Linked DNA regions of Mus musculus: all the other regions are linked to region 2. A link is a contact called in public Hi-C and HiChIP or PLAC-seq data. All regions are on one chromosome and are shown on one strand. Each heading gives the region's core, a stretch centred on a gene start, on an enhancer-like site or on the middle of the called end of the contact. The rest is flanking DNA. Distances are from core to core; before and after follow the strand shown.

Region 1 (2,957 bases), core at 388-2,887, 310 kb before region 2:
TAAGTTTTGGGATCAGGGTCTGGAGAGATGGGCCAGTGATCAGAAGCCCTGGACATTCCAGCACAGGCCTGAGGTTTGATTCCTAGCACCCACATGGTGTTTCACAACCATTTGTAACTCCAGTTCCAGGGGATCTGATGCCCTTTTTAGACCTCCATAGGCACCAGGCATGCATGTGGCACATAGTGTGCTATCCTTCTGTTACAAACAGGAGCCAAAGAACCCTGTGCCACCAAGACCAGCACCCCTAGATGGCTCACAGACGGAGTTCTCAGTTTTAACAGACAGATATAAATTCTGGAGAATAAAATACACTGAGGGGCAGCCACATGGCAATAAAGAAGGGGGACTTAATGTAAATGTTGCTGACCCATAGAAAAGAGAAAATGCCTCTAAGAACTTAGGCAATGTTTATGTTCAATATGACTGAACACAGAAGGAATACTGGCCAGGTGGGGATGCCCCTGGGTGCTGACTTTGTACGATTCTGCCTTTAAGACATTGGCAGTCACTCCAACATTTTTCAGAGAGCCATGCTGAGGTCTTTTGATTTTAAGATTTATTTTGTTTTTAATTATGTGTGTACTGAACAGGATCTTGGATCCCCTGAAAATGGAGTTACAAGAGGTTGTGAGCTGCCCAACATGGGTACTAAGAAATGAACTCAGGCCCTCTCTGAGAGTAGCAAGTGTTCCTACTTGCTGAGTCAACTCTCCAGTCCCTATATCATATTCTTAAAGCAAATGTCCTTTCTGAGGGAGGATAACTAATGTCATGTTTGTACAAAAAAAATGTTTACAGGTCATCTATATTCCTTCTGTATAAACCATAAAACAAATTTAACTGAAAGAGAAAAGGGTCCACCAAACACTACCAAAGTCAACTCCAACTTGGCTTTGCACTAATACTGCTTTCTAATGTATACTATTTAGTGATGAACTAGCTACTAGAATAAATGGAAAGAACCATAAAGGTCGGTGTGGCTCTCAACAATGTTCCTGTCCTCTTGCTCTCATTTCTCTGAACTGTTTAATGTCAGTAACAGTAGCGGCCAGTGTCTCTCAATTCTGGGTCCTGAGGTGGTAAGGGATAGTAACTCCCTAACCCTGCAGCTTGAGGAAGTCATCTTTGTTCCTTAGGATCATTCATTGCCTTTGGTGTGTGAAGAGAGGTGGACATCTAGAAATGGGTGAATGAGTGAATAAACAACAGAAGAAGAAGGGACATGAAATTGCCAGGGCAAGGGGCAGCTCACTCTTGTAGGTGGTGAGGTATCCTGTCTTTTCTGGTGAACCCTTGGTAGGGTGTAGCACAAGATGGCTTAGCTGTGCGTCTAGTTTGGGGTAGGATGCTCTCCGAGTTCCTAGGAACCCAGAAGGAAAGCACAGCTTTCTGATCACTCTGTGTCCTTGTGACTCACCCCCCTCTCCCATCTGCTGAGAATGTACAGCTCTGCCTCTCTGAGGACATGAACCTTCCATGGCCTCATTGGGCACTTTTTTTTTTTTTGGCTCTGTGCAGTCAGTCACTTGCTGTGCTTGAACCCAACTGCACAGTCTGCCAGTTCCTAGCCTGCTGAGGGCTGCAGCTTTTCTTTCTGTAAAGCAAAAGTCCGGCTGTTCATGGCAGAGTAGGCACATCTCAAACTCAAATCCCCCCAAGCACCTGTGGAAGCCTAGGGCTTTGGGGAATGGGGTAGGGAACAGGCTGCACATGTGATTTCCTGTGTAGTTCTGGTGAATTCACTTCATTTGTTTCCTGTGGGCTTTAGTTCTAGTAAGATAAGGGTTAAGGGTTGGAATAACTACCCAGATTATTGCAACATTCTGTTTTTATTTGTTTGTTTTGTTTGTTTGTTTGTTTATTTGGTTTGGTTTGGTTTGGTTTAGGTTTTGGTTTTTTCCAGTCAGGATTTTTCTGTGTATTCCTGGCTGTTGCAGAACTCACTCTTTTAAACCAGGCTGGTCTCGAACTCAGAGAGAGTCGTCTGTCTCTAGTTATTGCTGGAATTAAAGGAGTGTGCCAACTTTTCAGGCTTCAACATTCTGTTTTAAAACCATCCTCCCCCCACCACACACAAATTATCCTAAAAGAACTGATGCTAGGGCAAGCATTCACATGAGCCAATGTGTACCTTGAATCCCTGGATGAAATGAGATCACTAACAAACTGAAATTATACTTTCAGTATTGGTGGCTGCCCAGGTCATGGGAACTTGTTCTTTATAACTCTTCCTTTCCCTTGACGAGGCTGACCCTTCCCATCTTTCCCTAGATCCTCACCACATGAATAACGGCACTCAGACATCTTCAACAACAATCCAAGTGCTTTCTTTATATCAGGGTCTCAGCTCAGCATTTTTTATGTATTGACTCACTGATTGTGTGGGTAATCATATGTGAGCATGTATGTTCATAGGTGAATATTTGTGTGTGCAGGTGTATATATAGACATGTGTACCTGAGAGTTCCACATGTGCACATGCATATGGATATGGAGGCCAGAGGACAACCTTGAATGCCATTTTCTCAGGCAGCTGTCCACTTTGTTTTATGAGAAAGGGTCTCCCGCTGGCCTGAAGCTCACCAGCTGGGCTAGACTGGTTGGCTCCTGAGCCTCCATTTCCCAGTGCTAAAATTACAAGTTCATGTCCCGCACTCAGGCTCCTCTCCTCCAATGGTTCAGAGAGGATCTCACTCAGGTTATCCTGTTATGCTTGCATGAACTGAGCTATCCCTCCAGACCAACCCTCACAATATTGCCAAGGCTCAGCAATACGGCTCTCTCTATTGGTAGATGAAGAAATGGGGCTTTGAGAGTGGGAAGAGTTTGTCTTTGGACAGAGAACCTGGGAGCACTGAGAGAGAATGCTTGAGGCCATTGAGGATCCATTAAACAGTACAGCGCACAGCGCTTATACTCAAGCCTTAAGGAGCCACCTGGGACACACCGGCTGT
Region 2 (3,290 bases), core at 753-3,252:
TTCTGCTTAAAAAAATGTGGTCTTCCTAAACTTGAAAGACATCAAATAAAGTGGTCTCTTTGCCTCTGGCTTTTCAGCAGCTGTGGCTAAGAAGTTTAACCTGTTACTGTGAACTACAAAACAGGCCACGGATACAAAACCACCGACCTACATTGTAAAGAAAGTTTGAAGGGGCGGGGCTTACATTGCAGTGTGGCAAAACCCACAAATGCCTTCAAAAGTAGAGACTATGAAGGAGCAAGCAGGGGTTAGGAGTGGGGAGGACTCTGGTGCAAGGGTAGTTTTAGGGTTGTGTTTAAATAAAGTCGGAGTTTAGTCTCAGTTAAGAACACTTAAGTCACTTAAGTCGGAGCTGGAGAGATGGCTCACTAGTCAAGAACACTTAAGTGCTCTGTAACAGCTCAAAATGCTGTTCAGGAAACAGAAAAACAAGTGAGCCAAGAGAAACCAGAGCTGAGCTTGGCAAAACTCTGCAAAGCAGCAGGAAGATGAAGCTCCTGGTCTGGTCTGCAGAGTTTCAAAGACCAAGTGTGAAGCTTTTCAGTTCCAGAGGCATGGACCTTCTAGGAGCGGGTGGGTCCACAGCATGGAGACAGATATCTCTTATCAACTTTCCCAGGACTCTATCCCTGTCTCCAGCCCATCCCCACCCTAGCAAGTCCTGCTTCCACCTCATTGACTCTCCATAGGTAATCTTCCCTAAATCCTGGAAGCCCCCCCCCCCAGTAGAATCTGGAATGCATAATGAGGTTAGCCCCCACCCCCACCCCAAGCCCACTTACACTAAGAGGAAGATGGAGTTCATCTTCCTAAGACTATTCCTTGGATTCTGTCCACTCCCACCCATTGCTGTTCAGCTCAACTCAGTGTGGACCACTTTCTGACTCCCTTGGATTGAGTTCTAGCAATCCTTCGTAGTACGTGATACCGAGTTTTAGCTCTCTAGTCAGACGCGACTCCCAGTACTTCCAGTTCCTCCTTTACCACCCTGCTATTTCATTTAACAAAAAGAAAAAAATGTTGGAGACCGAGCCAAATAAAGCCGCGAGCAAGACTATGGGTTACTTGTGAGCCTCGGTGTCATGGACGCAGTTAAATATTATTAGAACCTCTTGCAGAAGCCGAATTCAAACAGCAGAGGATCAAGCCATTGGCTAACACTACTGATGCCCCACACCTTTTTTGCTGTCAAATGGGAAGCAGCAACTCCAGCCCCGACTATGGTCCCATCCCCCTTCTCATTTCTAAAACAATAATAATCCTCCCTCAAGCCCGCAGGACTTCCAGAGCCTAACCTAGCCCTCCCTCTGTCGTCCCGCCTGGGGCCTCCCTACCACTCCACCTGGGCGAGTAGAGTTATGCGGGAAAAGCAGGTATTTTGGCTGAAAGTTTTTTTGCCTTTAAGGACTGCTGCTCCTGCCGCTGTTCAGAACAACAGCAATGACAAACAAGCCAGGCTGGGCGAAAACCCAGAGCTTCTCAAAAGTTGGTCTGGCTACGCAGCAGCCCTGACGAGTTTGCAAGAACACAGGACTCAGAGTTAGCATCTACTCACCTGGGTGTGCCAGCCTCAGAGACTAGAAAGAGAATTCAGCCCGGGACAGGTCTGTCACGCCCCCAGGATGCAAAATCCGCCTTTGGAGTGGAGGTCCTGGGTGATGTAGTTGTAAAGAGGTCTTAGGAGAGTCGGGCTTCCCTCCCCCCTCTTTGGTCCACTGGGGGTAGTTTAGCAACAGCCGAGGAGGATAAAGATGCTGGGAGGAGAGTTTGGTCGCTCTGGAAACCCCGACTCCATTCTTGGGGCTGGGGGCTGGGGGCTGGGGGAGAGGGTGAACGGCGTGGAAGGAGCTGCTGGGCTCAGGAACTCGCTGAGTAAAGAGGAAGGAACTGGGGAAGGAGGGAGGGAGCAGAGGAGTGAGGGAGGAAGGAAAGGAGGAAGGGAGGGAGGGAGGGGTGAGAGCCAGGAGATGGCAGCTTCTAGCTGAGATTTCCACCTTCTGACGAAACCCTTGCGCCCAGCAGCCCAGCAAGATACTAGTTCTTAAGCCTCCTCTCGAGCGCCCCCTGGGGGGTTCCGGGGACTCAGCGACGCCCCGCCCTGGTCGCGGCCCTGGCGCTCTCCATGGTCCTGCCGCGCCCTCAGCCCTGATTCCCTGCTCAGCTTTGCAATTCCCACCAGCTCCTGAGAGGCACGTGATTAATTTCTCCTTATTCTATGATAAAGCAGTGAAACCACAAGAGCTGAGAGGAGAGAATAAGGGCTATACTTTTTTTTGCATACATTCAAGAAAACTTCTTGATTCGCTCAACTCTCACTAAAAATGGGGGTGACATTGAATACTTATTTTGGTACCTACATGTCAATAAATGCATGATTAAATGAGTGAACAGCTATTTTTCTCTTCATATCAGAATATTTTCCTGAATACAAACACGTCACCATACCTGGGGAATGTATGTTTTAAAATAAAGTTTTTGGCTGGGGTTGAACCACAGTTGTTAGAGCACTGGCCTAACATGTAGAGGGTTCTGCATTCAAACCGTAACATTGTACAAAGCCAGGCATTTGTACATTTGTACATGGCATTGCATCCCTGAAACCCCAGACTTTGGGAGGTGGAGGCAGAAGGCTCAGAAAGGCAAAGTTACCCTCAACTACAAAGGGAGTTTGAAACCGCCCTAGGTTAGAGACCCTGTCTCAAAAAGCCCAAACCAAAAACTATAGGTCTTATTTAGGGAGTAACCATTGTCACATATTATAAAACACTTTGAACACACTACAAAGCATTTACACAAGAAATAGGGGGTTTGATGTTTTGCTTTGCAGTGCTGCTAAGTGACATCTCTCTCCCTTATGGGGTAGTTTGGAAGTGATGACTTTTCTGTCACAAATTTATTCGAAGTCACATTCAGGCAAAGAAACAATGAGGAGGCACGTCAGGCTGTTTCTAGTTGTCTCCGCAGAAGTAGATAAACTGGAGAACCAAATCCACCCTGGGTATGCCCATGATCAGAATCAAATTAGACTTTATAATCCATAAAGCAAATGAATAAAAGGATCTCTCTGCACCTGGGGGTCGCACAGAGTTAGAAATGATGGGTAAGCACACCAGGCAAGGGAGGAAGGTGTCTCCCTCTCTGCTTGCTGAAGTACTACCCAACAAGGTCTCTTGTAAGGTGAAGGCTTTGGTTATAAGCTTTAGACCACTACACAGTTCCCAGTTTCAAAGGCCAGAGAAGGAGAAATGACAGGGGAAAGCAAAGGGGGCTCAGAAATGATCCTGGAAATC
Region 3 (3,111 bases), core at 349-2,848, 360 kb before region 2:
AGGACCTATGAGATGTCTCAGTGGGTAAGAGTGCTTGTTGCACAGACATGAGTTCAAATCCCTGGCCCTCATGTATGGTCTCAAGCGCCGTGCCTGCAGGCCCAGCGCTGTGTATGGGTGGGTGAGGCAGAGAAAGGACAGGTGGAACTTGCTGGCTCTCAGCCTAGCTCCAGATTTAGTGAGAGATTTTGTCTCAGGGGCCCAACGTGCAAGGTGATAGAGAAGGATACCCCACATCCTCCTTCTGCCTCAGTATCTATTTGGGTGTGTGCACCTGACACATGTGAGCACATACAGCACACACGCGCGCACACACACACACACACACACACACACACACACACACACACACACACATACGCACACACACACACACACACACACATAGAACAGAAAATCCAACTGTTTCAGAGGTTAGCAAATCACTAGCAGAGAGGCAGATATGCGCAGGTGGCAAGGTATCTAATGGCATTAAATGCTTCCAGGTAACAGTCTTGGGCATGAGAGAGTTTTCTGGTTGTGTTTACTGGAAGGTCCTTCATCCTTTGGTGGTACATCCTGGAGTATTTTCACATCAGGAAATGTGGTTGCTAAATAACACCATGGCATACTATTGCTTGGCCTCAGGCTTTACCCTGCCCCTTTATGGCTTTCTATAGTAGCTTACCACAGGCCTTTAGAACATCATCATCTTATGATGTAGCAAAAACATAAGTATTTGATCTGATTCAAGACATCTATTCTTTTAAAAGGACTCAGAGAAACTTGGGGGAGGGGCACCTGAGAGCATTGTGGGCCTTCTGCCTGCTCACCTCGGTTCAAGATGGCCCAGCGGTGTGAGTGACAGGGAACATCAGGGCGTGATGACAGGAAGCTGGCCATGAGTAATGATTTCCGAAGCTGTGGGATGGTATGGGGGTGGGAGAGGGGGAGGGGGAGGGGAGAAGGTCTCAGCACTCTTTAAACTGCCTGTGTACTTAAATACTTTCATATTGAATACATAAATCAATTTCAAAAGTGTCATCCAGTCACTGTTTTGACTTTTATCATGGAGAGGAAAACAAACAAATGGAGAAGCTGCTAGCTACTTAACGTTGATGTTCACGTAGATGCTGCGTCACTAAGAAAGACACTGAAAGGATGCTTTGGAACGAAAGCCTTCATTATCAAGTTAGGATTTAAAATCTAGCCTGATAGATGGTTTAGGACATTCCAGTTTTCAATATTGTTGGTTGGGAAGATGACACCCATATGATTAGAGCTCTGGTCTGGCAGCTTGGCACTGCAGTATTTGGAGAAGCCATACTAGAATTTCATGGCTGCTCTCGAAGCAAAAGAACCAAAGAATATAAATAAAAGGCCGCATAAGAACCCATCCCACCTTTCAGAAGAGCCAACGTTACAGTGAGCGGCTGAGTGCCACTGCAGGGCCCCCTCGGCAGTGGGAGGTAGGGAAGCCTCTTCACAATGGGGCTAGGCCTAGCCTGCCAACCTCCCTATTAGAGCAGCTTTCCTGGCACAGGTTAAGGCCAGAAGCCGTTACTGCAGGAACTCCAGGCAGGGCCTGGATGTGGTAGATGTCTGGATGCACAGGGAACAGATGCTGACTGTGTGGAGAAGCAGCGTCAGCCGGGAAGACAGAGACATCTGCAGGAAGCTTGTGAACTGATGAGACAGCGCATTCTGCAAAGCGCTTTGAGGATTTGGGGTTGGTCCCCAGAGAGACCTTGTTTTGTTTTTTGAAGGTTGACATCACCCAAAGAACAATACACATATGCATATACTCAGACGCATGCGCCCACACTCACTGCCCACTACAAGGGCTAAGAAAGTATTGGTAAATAAGGCTAGGAAGCACCCCATGAATGTTAGCGCCACCAGGAAGGCGTTCTGCAAGGGGGAGGAGATTGAAGAGACTCAGAAGCAAGCAGTGTGCTCAAGGAAAGGCAGAAGAATAAGGATAGCCTCCAAAGCAGAGAGCTGACTGTCATTTCTCCTGCATGTGCAGGGTGTGCAGCCTGGGTCTGAGCACTGCACAGAGAGAGGGTGGCAGGGAGGAAGCCAGTAAAGAGGAGCGGAGAAGGGTAGAGTGGAAACTAGTGAAAGCTGCCGACGCTTAATCTCAAAAAGCATGGTCACTGGAACAGGAGCATGACTCCCATTGGGAAGCTTGACAAAAATGCAGATTCTTATGCCTATTCTGTATCCCCTGAATCTGAAACTTGGGGTTGCAGGTGAAGCTCAACCATTCCTATTTCAACAAGTCTTTTAGGCACTGTGGAAATGTCAGGAGTGTGAGAATACTGGACTGTACCAGCAAGGACTGATGACAAGGACTAAGACACCCCCCCCCCCACACACACACATGCACTGCCTACCAACCCCTAGAAGTCAACCCATTCATGGGCAGCAGACCATGAGTGCCTCACAGAGACCAAGAATACCTAAGAATCACCTAGATTGTCTATGAACCACCCTGTTTGCCCATGCACAGAGTTATAAGCTAAACACATTTACTACCTCAAACTACCACACGTGTGTGTGTGTGTGTGTGTGTGTGTGTGTGTGTGTGTGTGTGTGTGTGTGTGTGTGTGTGTAGAGTAATACATTATATAACAATAGATACTTGATGCAGAAATATTTTCTTTTAATTAAGTTAAAAATGACTTTACCCTCTAGGGATCATTTTTCAATGTCTAAATATATTTTGGTTTATCAAATTGATGAGAGAGACAGGGAAGGAGTGAAGGAGGGGAAAGAGAGAGGGAAGGGGAGAGAGAGAGAGAGGGAGAGAGAGAGAGAGAGAGAGAGAGAGAGTTAGAGAGAGAAACACTAACTACTCTCTATAGTACAGTACCAATAGATCAGCTGTGAAGATGCTAAGAAACTGGTCCTCCCTTCTATGTTTACCCTTGCTTCTTTTCTTCTTTCCTCCACCATTCCTTAGTTCTGTCTCTTCCTCTTTTCCATCTGACTATATCTTATGACTCTATCATTTCATACATGCTCTTGTTCCTACAGAGACCACAGAGATCTCGAAATCCCACGGAGGGATCCTTATTTATACTTTTATTCATTCATCTTTACTAAACCTTTCTTTTACCCACTCAA

What was found. HiChIP or PLAC-seq counts read pairs in DNA pulled down with a chosen protein or histone mark. A called contact is a pair of places that touch in the nucleus more often than the background predicts.
Region 1: a CTCF HiChIP or PLAC-seq map of large pre-B cells shows a contact between it and region 2, with 5 times the contacts expected there. The contact joins the enhancer-like site here to the promoter of Cpne4 in region 2. A contact is called at or near these places in 3 of 39 promoter capture datasets (the C10 cell line and embryonic stem cells), 1 of 15 datasets of contacts at CTCF or cohesin (large pre-B cells), 12 of 484 Hi-C or Micro-C datasets (B cells, the C10 cell line, the HPC-7 cell line and 5 more), 2 of 115 datasets of contacts at active chromatin or transcription factors (forebrain and large pre-B cells) and 1 of 9 other capture datasets (pancreatic islet).
Region 3: a contact with region 2 is called in a Hi-C map of cerebral cortex, with 4 times the contacts expected there. The contact joins the enhancer-like site here to the promoter of Cpne4 in region 2. A contact is called at or near these places in 1 of 39 promoter capture datasets (embryonic stem cells), 1 of 484 Hi-C or Micro-C datasets (cerebral cortex) and 3 of 9 other capture datasets (adipose tissue, embryonic stem cells and liver).

Annotation. Positions count from the first base shown.
Region 1 is chr9:104,878,806-104,881,762 of GRCm38.p6, reverse strand. The region is part of intron 3 of Cpne4 (copine IV); the gene reads right to left. Among named protein-coding and RNA genes, the nearest start is that of Mrpl3, 170 kb to the left of the region's middle. Within about 2 kb of position 1,637, at least 2 of the 459 cell types and tissues checked have an H3K27ac peak or open chromatin away from gene starts, as enhancers often do.
Region 2 is chr9:104,568,367-104,571,656 of GRCm38.p6, reverse strand. It overlaps Cpne4 (copine IV), which reads right to left and starts at 2,002. Exons shown (of 16, transcript NM_028719.3): 1 at 1,556-2,002.
Region 3 is chr9:104,927,503-104,930,613 of GRCm38.p6, reverse strand. All of the region lies in intron 7 of Cpne4 (copine IV), which reads right to left. Among named protein-coding and RNA genes, the nearest start is that of Mrpl3, 120 kb to the left of the region's middle. Within about 2 kb of position 1,598, at least 3 of the 459 cell types and tissues checked have an H3K27ac peak or open chromatin away from gene starts, as enhancers often do. A contact at or near this core is called in cerebral cortex, where this site is marked.